Linked DNA regions of Anser cygnoides: all the other regions are linked to region 3. Evidence: chromatin contacts called from public Hi-C data. All regions are on one chromosome and are shown on one strand. The core of a region is the stretch at or near the end of the contact, and the rest is flanking DNA. Distances in the headings are between cores, read along the strand shown. Region 1 holds the start of LOC106037939 (fatty acid-binding protein, liver). Region 2 holds the start of HMGCL (3-hydroxy-3-methylglutaryl-CoA lyase). Region 3 holds the start of HEYL (hes related family bHLH transcription factor with YRPW motif like).

The links. Hi-C and Micro-C count contacts between places; a contact is called where the count stands out from the background.
Region 1: a Hi-C map of liver shows a contact between it and region 3, with 7 times the contacts expected there. The contact joins the promoter of LOC106037939 here to the promoter of HEYL in region 3. A contact is called at or near these places in 2 of 7 Hi-C or Micro-C datasets (both in liver).
Region 2: a Hi-C map of liver shows a contact between it and region 3, with 4 times the contacts expected there. The contact joins the promoter of HMGCL here to the promoter of HEYL in region 3. A contact is called at or near these places in 2 of 7 Hi-C or Micro-C datasets (both in liver).

Annotation. Positions count from the first base shown.
Region 1 is chr24:7,216,700-7,219,399 of Taihu_goose_T2T_genome, forward strand. LOC106037939 (fatty acid-binding protein, liver) reads right to left here and starts at 1,356. Exons shown (of 4, transcript XM_013184116.3): 1 at 1,208-1,356; 2 at 49-221. The coding sequence starts at 1,274.
Region 2 is chr24:7,182,348-7,185,047 of Taihu_goose_T2T_genome, forward strand. It overlaps HMGCL (3-hydroxy-3-methylglutaryl-CoA lyase), which reads right to left and starts at 1,407. Exons shown (of 9, transcript XM_066982501.1): 1 at 1,218-1,407; 2 at 811-894; 3 at 600-707; 4 at 95-190. The coding sequence starts at 1,268. FUCA1 (alpha-L-fucosidase 1) reads right to left here. Exons shown (of 10, transcript XM_048049657.2): 10 at 1,811-2,049. The coding sequence ends at 1,909.
Region 3 is chr24:7,051,021-7,053,965 of Taihu_goose_T2T_genome, forward strand. HEYL (hes related family bHLH transcription factor with YRPW motif like) reads right to left here and starts at 1,613. Exons shown (of 5, transcript XM_048049568.2): 1 at 1,188-1,613. The coding sequence starts at 1,267.

The DNA.
Region 1 (2,700 bases), core at 106-2,605, 170 kb after region 3:
TGAAGTATAAAGATGAATACAGATGCACTTGTTCCTGAAATTTGTTACCTTTAGCTTTTTGCCGTCCATAGTAGTAATATCAGCTTCTTTTCCAAGTGTAAATGAGTTAGTTACAGATTGCTTGGGTGTTTTTGATGTCACCACAAAGTCGTCTCCTTTTTGCTGTATTTCAACAACAGGCTTAATATCTCTAGCGACTTTGATAAGTTCTTCTGACAGTGCTGTGAAAAAAGGCAAAAAAGTTACTTTTTCTGTTATGACATAGTGCATTGATATGAAATAGCCAATTCTTTTCTCTGATCAAGATGCAGAGGGTACAAACCAATGACAGAAAACGATGTCCAAGGTAAAAGGCAAATCCCGTTTTGGATTCCTCACTTCTCGATGGACATACTGTTCCATTCCATCTAGTCTGTGCAGGTTTAGATACTATAATGATTAATACTGTGTGACAATGTTTTGTTTCTTTCAGTAATGGCTCGTCACAAGACGACATTTCTCTGTGACTAACACCATATATGTTACTCAGTTTCCCTCACCTCTTTCCAGGGAGGCTGGAGATGACAGTTATCTGTCTGGTTGGAGCTGCAACAGTGCAGGTGACCTCAAACTACCTAGCATGACTTGAAGGTGTCATCTTCAGCAGGAAATGGGTTGGTTTAGGCATCATACTGCAGAGCTAGGCTTGTCAACTGTATCTGAGTTTTTTCTACTAAATATCTCGTACTTTTAAAAACACGTGAATCTTTTGCCAAGACTGTCAAGAGGGTAAGTGCATTTTTATTAATGCTGGCACCTATTAAATCATAACTACAAAGTAAATTCTTTATAGATTATGAAACAGCTATCACATACATTAATCAGTAATGCTAGGGAAAGTGCCCCCTCTACTAAAGCACATTGGAAATCTGTATGTCATTGACAAATTGATTCTAGTTAAATGTATTTGTAAAATTATGTCTTAACCAAAATAAGTCAATTTCTGATATACCTCTTTTTTACTGAGGGACTCGTGTTAAGATTGCTTCTTTTCAATTTCAAATCAGATATAATAGACTTACCTGACAGGGAGTAGTTTGTCACACAAACAAAAGAAAAGCAAACAAACAAACAAACAAAACCACATAGAAATACTGTAATAAAAGATGTCATACAAAGCATGTGTTGCAAATCAAGGAAATTATTTCAGAAATAACTTGACACTTACCAAGAGCTTTCAGAAACTCTTCATAGTTCTCTTGAGCATAGACCTGCCAGGTTCCACTGAATGCCATTATGGAAGATGTAACGCAGTGTGAGGGCAGTGATGCTAACAGGAAAATGAGGGCTCCCCCTGGTCACCCAGATGCTATTTATGGAAAGGGTAAGGCCAGCCCAAACTGTGAGATGATCAGCTAATTATTAACAGTGAAGTAACAATTATTAATCGTTTATTTGTTCTTAATGATCATAACCTCTAGTTCATTCTGCTTTCTACAAAGTCCTACCTTGACCGACTCTTTTGGGATGTACTGTTTATTGTGGGTCATTGAACTCAGGTAATTATTCATAATTGTTGTAAAGTGTTGCATCGATTAATTTGTTTTCTTTTTGTTGACAGCTTCTAAATTAAATGCATTTTCTGTGCTTTAGATAGAATTCTTCAGATAAAATGGCATAATTTAAAATAGATATGAGGTAACTACTGTCGTATGGTAGGAACCTCCTAATCATCACAATATTCTGTACTACAGGCACTTGGAACTTACAAGGTGGGAATAAAACCCACAACTATTTCTTCCAAAATTATGGTCCTCTAATCACTCGATGGCAGGGAGTCTCCTTGGAGTGGGACAGTCAGTTATGACTTTGTCCAGTAGATGTCAGTAACGTGCATCTAAATCTGTATTAAATGTAGGGGTTTTTTAATAGTCATTACATACATAGAAAATTAAAGGTAAAATAAAATATGGAACATTGCTTGGAGACTGAAATTAAATGAGTAACTGGAATGCGTTACTTTTCTTCTCACCGATTGCACCAAGAATTCTTCAGTCATTATAGACAGTGAGTGATATTCCTTGCTGTCTGTGCAAGAATGGTTGTTGATTTTGGAAGGCATTCACTAGATTGTGTGTCTTGCAATTATATTGCTTAATTCAAATAGAGCCTGTATCCCAGGGGTAGCTGACCTTTCTAAGTTAACTTTTGTTACTCTATACAGGTCAGTAATTCTTCTGTTTGAACAGGAAAACAATTCTTATCTTTTTCTTACAAATTAACATTATTATTTTTTTTTTTTAGCAAATAAAAATTCAGACTCAAAGAGCCAGATGCCCATAGCGTAGGAAATGGTTATGTTCAAGCCTATTTTACCTCTAATTCTGATTAGCAGACAGCATATGAGGCTCTGAGTTGAGAAAACTTGTGCTCTAATTCTGATTAATCAACCTTTTCTTGGTTTCAAGAAGACATTTCTCTTAAACATTTTATCTATTTTTTGTTTGCTTTTTCAAAAACATATCAGCCATTTTGACTGAAGAGTAATATTTCTTTATTAAAATGTACATAAATTAACCTATTCTTCTCCCAGCGATGTTTAGTTCAGGATAGTTAACAAGAAGGTCAATAAATAACTCGTTTCTCATGAATCTGGAAAATTCCTGATTCGTGCAGGCCAACCATGTGCAAGCAAGTGTAACGTTCCTTTTCTTCAAGGAC
Region 2 (2,700 bases), core at 157-2,656, 130 kb after region 3:
GGGGCGCTTCCCACCCTTCACCACAGCTGAAACGTTCCTTCACAGGCAGCCCTGCGCACAGGACGCTGCCAGCACTAACACTGCGATCTCTTACCGCTGCCTGAAATCCTTTCAGATTCGGGGTCAGCACGGGATAACTAACACCAGGCAACTTATTGATCCCCTGCATGACTTCAGTGTGGTCGGCCATCTGCAAAGGGAACGCGGACAGATTTCTAAGGGTGTCGACACGCTTGTCATCCACTTCCACAAGTTATAAAACATTTCCTAAAATTCATTTTTTACGAATGGGAACAGCGATACGCAGAACGGGGGGAAACTGGCCTCTAGAGAGCCCCCAGCACCGCGCACCTGGACGGACCAAAGGTCGGTCACCGGCCGAGCCGGAGTCACCGCGTGCGCCGCCAGCTGCGCGTGAGCCCGCGCCGCTCCCCCGGGTGCGGAGGGAAGGGCCACAGCAGCAGAAGCGCCGTCGTTTGGCTTTTCTGCGCCTCGCTCGCTACAGACGCGGTGCCGAGGGCTGGGGGGGGGGGGGGGTCGGTCTGCTCGCCGGCCCGTCGTCCCCCCAGACCCACGCCGGGACCCCCCGGAGCACTGACCTGGGGCACCCACCGCGGCGACACGAAGCTGGTGGCCTCGATGACCTGCAGCCCCGTCCCGGACAGCATGTCGATCAGCCCGATCTTCACGGGCGTCGGCACGATGCTCTGCGGGCAAACGAGACGCACGACGGGGGGGGGGGGGTCGGCCCCGCGCCCGGCCCTCCGCCTGCCCGCCCGGTGCCGGTGCCGGTGCCGGTGCCCGCCCTACCTGCTCGTTCTGCAGCCCGTCGCGCGGCCCCACCTCCACCACCTTCACGCGGGGCGGGAGGGCGCCGGCGGCCGCGGCGCTGATCTGGGGGCAGAGACGGGCGGGCGTCAGGGGAGCGGGGCGGGGCCGGTTCCCGTCCCGGTCCCCCGTCCCTGTCCCTATCCCCGTCCCCCTCCCGGTCCTCGGTCCCTGTCCCCGGTCCCCGTCCCAGTTCCCGCTCCCCGGGCCCCCCCCGCCCCTCACCGGCCGCAGCGATCCCGCCCAGCGCGGCAGCAGCCTCCGCGCCGCCGCCATGGTTGCCGCCCCCCACGTGACCGCGCCGTCACGTGCCCCAGAGCGGGGGGCCCGGCGGTCACGTGACGGCGGCGGGCAGCCGCCCCCCCCCCCCCGCCCCCCCCCGCCCGTACCTGGCCCCGGGCGGCCTCGCGGGGCGGCGGCAGCGCGGCGCAGCGCGGCATCGGCGGGGCGGGAGCGGCAGCGGGCGGGCTGCACCGGGAACGGCGACGGGGACCGGCTGCGGCCGCTCTGCGCTCGGGCTGTGGCCGGGCTGCTCCCGCCGCGCGCTCGGGGTCCGGCCGGGCCGCTCCCGGTCTGCCCCCGCCGCCCGCAGCCGCCCCTTTATAGGCGGCCCCGGTGCCGGCGGCGCTGAGCAAACAGCCCCGTGTTTGCACGGCCCCGGCCCCCCCGCCCCCCCCCCCCGCCCCCCGGGCAGCGGCCCCGCTGCGCCCACCCCACCCCGCGCCCGCCCTCCGCAGCCCCGGCCCGGCCCGGCCCCTGCGGAGCGGTCACTGCCGGTCCCCACCGGCACCGAGCGCGGCCTCGCCCCACGCGAGCACGGCGGCGGAGCCCCAGCAGCTGCCAAGGAGCTCGGCGTCAACCCAGCGGGCCCCGCTGTTCCCCGCGGGCCGTGCCCCGCCAGCAGCGCGCCGCAGCGGGCAGCCCGGACAGACAGCGACTTACAGACCGACGGACAGACAGAGCGGGCAGACGAGAAACTCTCTCGAGAGAAAAGCGATTTATTCAACAGTGAATGAAAAATCATCTTAGACTTAATACAAAAGACAGGCCGGGGGGGCAGCTGCTGTCAGGCCAGGGCTGTCAGTTCACACCCTCAAGCCTGAGAGCCCAGCCAGGCTGCGCAGGCACGGGAGATGGAGGCACGGGTGGCAGAGTTACCAGCAGTCCCTTACCCGGGGCCTTCTGCCACTCCAGAGTCCCTGCAAAACCCAACATCGACACCTGCAAAAAAGGGCAGGGGAAACGCTCAGCTGTGGCTTCCACAGGCGCTCCCCATTCGGTCACCCCGGTACACCCAGCACACGTTTCAGTCTCTGCATAACATTCCCCACACGTTAAAAGCAGTCCTGCACGTTTCCACCCATCGCTCACTGTGTACAAAGGCAACGCGAAGGGTATTTTGGGGCCAAACCTTTGACTGTAGTTTGTTTGGTTTTAGGTGTTGTGTTGTTTTGTTTTGTTTTTTTTTTTTACCTGAGAGGCTTCACCTCTGTTTGTTCAGAGCAAAGGGCACCCCAGCATTTGCGTCACTTACACTTACAACTAGCGGGTCAGTGTACCTGATCTGAATTGGGGATGTAATACCCGTGATCCCTTCTATGTGTGAGGCTTGTTACTGACCTCACCTCCCTGGGTCAACAGGAACAAAAGGGGAGACGTGTTCCTACCTGTTCTATGGCAGACCACAAGCCTCTCCTGCCCAGTCCTACCCACTGCTCTGTGTTGAACAGTGACAAAACCTGAACCTGGGATGCTGCAAGACTCTGGGTGAAGCCATCCCAGAGCAAGAAGTAAGTGATGCCAACTGCCGTGTTCTCCCCAGTTTCCAAATGAAGTCGGGTTGGGCCTTCCCACCCCATGCCTTCCCAAGAT
Region 3 (2,945 bases), core at 363-2,862:
CGCAGTGACTCATCCCCGTTTTACGGGGAACTGGTTTGCCCAAACCACACAAGCGATCGGAGATGGAGCTGGGAACCCCATCCAGACGCCGACTCCCTCCCTCGGCCCTAATCGCCAGACCTCCCTCCCCACCTGGAAGTGTTTCATTTTGCCTGATCCTCGCGTCCCACGCAGGGCTGCATCGCTCTGCGCGCAGACCCAGCAGGGCAGGAGTGGTTCTTTCTGCCATGCGTTTGCGTGACATGAGCCACAATGCAAACGTATACAAATACCACCACATTGCAGCACTGCCTGCTTCTAAGGCTGACTTGAGAAGATGAACAGACGAGCAGCAACAGAGAGAGATCAAAAATTCACTGTTACTGCTCACTGAAATAAAACATTGCAACAATTCCTCTGTTTTGCCCATCGGGGTACTACAGACTCAGGGTGCCGCAGCGATGAGGAGCGATGGGATGTATTGCATGTGCACCAGGAAGGCAGGTTAAATATTGATGCACTCAGAAACTGTGCGAGGGGTCAGTGAACTCGCGCCGGGTACGGGTGTCAGGCGCGCCCGGCTCTGCCTGGGATCGAATCGGTACGAGTGAGTTCGGTCCCTTGAGAACCTGGGCTTGGCACCGGGCAGGGCGACTCCTCTGCCAGGGACAGCAGGCAGCAAAGGGGAATTAATTTATCCGGAGCCTTGCTAGACGCGGCGGGGGGCACTTGGCTACTGAAACAGGAGTTCAGAAGCAGCTGAATTTTGGACGGGGACAAGTGACCGAGCCCTTCCTTCGTCCCGGCCAGGGACAGGGGGCGGCAGCTCGGGGGGCGGCAGGGCCGGTGCCCGCGGGGAGCCCCGCTCAAGGGGCGAGGGGAACCGGGCACCCCCGGTGAAGGGGCGCCAGGAACCGGGCACCCCCCCGGCCCCGTCCAGCGGCCCCGAGCCGCAGCCGGCGCGTTAGGACGGCACCAGCCGGGGAAGGGCTCCCAGCGCGAAGCCGCCCCCGCTGCCTCCACGTCCCCCGGGCGCCCTCGGGTCCCCGTGCGGCGCTGGGGGCCCGGCCCAGCCGGGGGCTCCCCCCGCCGGGCGGCAGCGGCGTCTCCGCGGGCGCCCCCCGGCCGAGCCCGAGCCCCGGCCCCGGTGGCTCGATGCCCCCCGGTCCCCCCGGCCGGGCCCCGGCGCCCCCCGGGGCAGCCCCCACCTGTACTCCTCCTCCTTGCCCACGTCGATGGTGCCGTCCGACTCCGTGTCCGAGGAGCTCTCCTCGCACAGCCGCTTCATCCTGGCCCGGCGGCCCCGAGGGGCTGGGGGTGGCGGCGGGGGCTCGGCTCTGCCCTGCCCGGCCCGGCTCGGCTCTGCTCGGCGGCCCCACGCGTGTCCCGGAGCCCGCGTGGCAGCGCCGTCCCGGTGCGGGCTGCGCCGAGCGGCTCCCCCGGTGCGTGCCGGGCTCGGGGCGGCTCCTCCCCTGCGCTCTGCCTCTCACACCCCCGGCTCTGCCTCGCTCTGCTGCCGGCACGTCCCCAGCCTCCTGGTTAATGGGTTAATGAGACATCTCCCAGGAGTGACGGATTACGCGGCCGCGCCGGCGCTCCCAGGTTCCCAGGCCCCCCCGCCCCCCCCCGCTCGCCGCTCGCCCTCCGGAGCCTTCCTGTAAAAGGCCCGGGCTGTGTGAACCGCCCCGCGGCCCCCTCTGCCCGCCGCCCCCCTCCCCACGGCCCCCCTTCCACCCGCCGCACGTTGGCCTCAGCCCCAGTTTAAAGGGACCAGTGACCTCACTGGCAACAGAAAACCGTGGGAAAGAGATGGGACTGATAAAGCCCGGAGTTGTTTCAGGGAAAAATCAACATCCAGCCCCACACGCACACACATGTCTGCCCGGCTCTGCGCGGCGCAGCCGCTCCGGGAGCCTTATGATTCAGATGGAAACCAGCTCGCTGGGAGCGCGGAGCTGTTTGAGGACGCCGCTCCAAGGGCCCTCGCCTGGGATTAATCACGGGCAGCGGCCGAGGCCCGGGAGGGCAGCGGTGGCACGGCGCTCGGAGGCGTCGGGACGAGCTGGGCACCCCGGCGCTGCTCCGTGGTGGTCCCCGGCGAGGTCCTGCCGGGAGCTCGGCCCCCTGCCACGCTCCCGCAGCCTTGGAGCATCTTCAAGTGCTCGTGGCGCTGCCAGGGCATCCGAGACCTACCCTGTAAGACAAACCGACCAAAGCCCAGCTTTAGGTTTTATGATGCTAGGATGGTTTCTGTCTCGTTCCACAGTGTGGGAAATTTTGACCCGCAGCCCGGCACCTAGAGAGCATCCCGCTTTCCCTGAGCCTGCGGGGAGGAGGTAGGAGGAGGCCACTTTTCAGACCCTGCGCAGCTAAAATCCCCAAAGGCACCGAAAACGTGTGCATGTGGGAGAGAGAGGGGCGGAGGGAGAGAGCTGAGGTGGAGGTTCACAGTACAAAAATAACGCCTTTTATTTTGAAAAAAAATAATCGGCGCTGAGATCTGGCAGCACGTGGGTTTCCCAAAGCCTTTTGCAAAGACCGTGGCGGCGATAACAGCGCGTCGCCGCTCGGGCCAGCCAAGCCGCCCGCCGCCTGTCTCCCGTGCGTGGAGGCGCCTCGCCGCACGCTCCCTATCTGCCGCAGCCATCTCTGCCGGCTCACCCGCACAGCCCGCCAGCCCCCAATCGCCCACGGTCCCCAGCACCTCTCCACCTCTCCAGCAGCTCCCGCGGAAGCCGAATGCCCTCGCCTGCCCCAGCCCAGCGCCCCGGCGGGAGGGCAGAGCGAGGCACGGTCCCGCCACCGTTTTTTCAGACGGAACCAGGCCGTCCTCCCTCCCAACCCGAAACTGAGCCGAACCAGCCGGCCGGTGTTGGAGCGAAAGGCTGACATCTCCAAAGTGTTTGTAAACCGAAAGAATTAAAAGAAAACATTTGCTTTAGGTTATAACACATTGTTTCTACAAT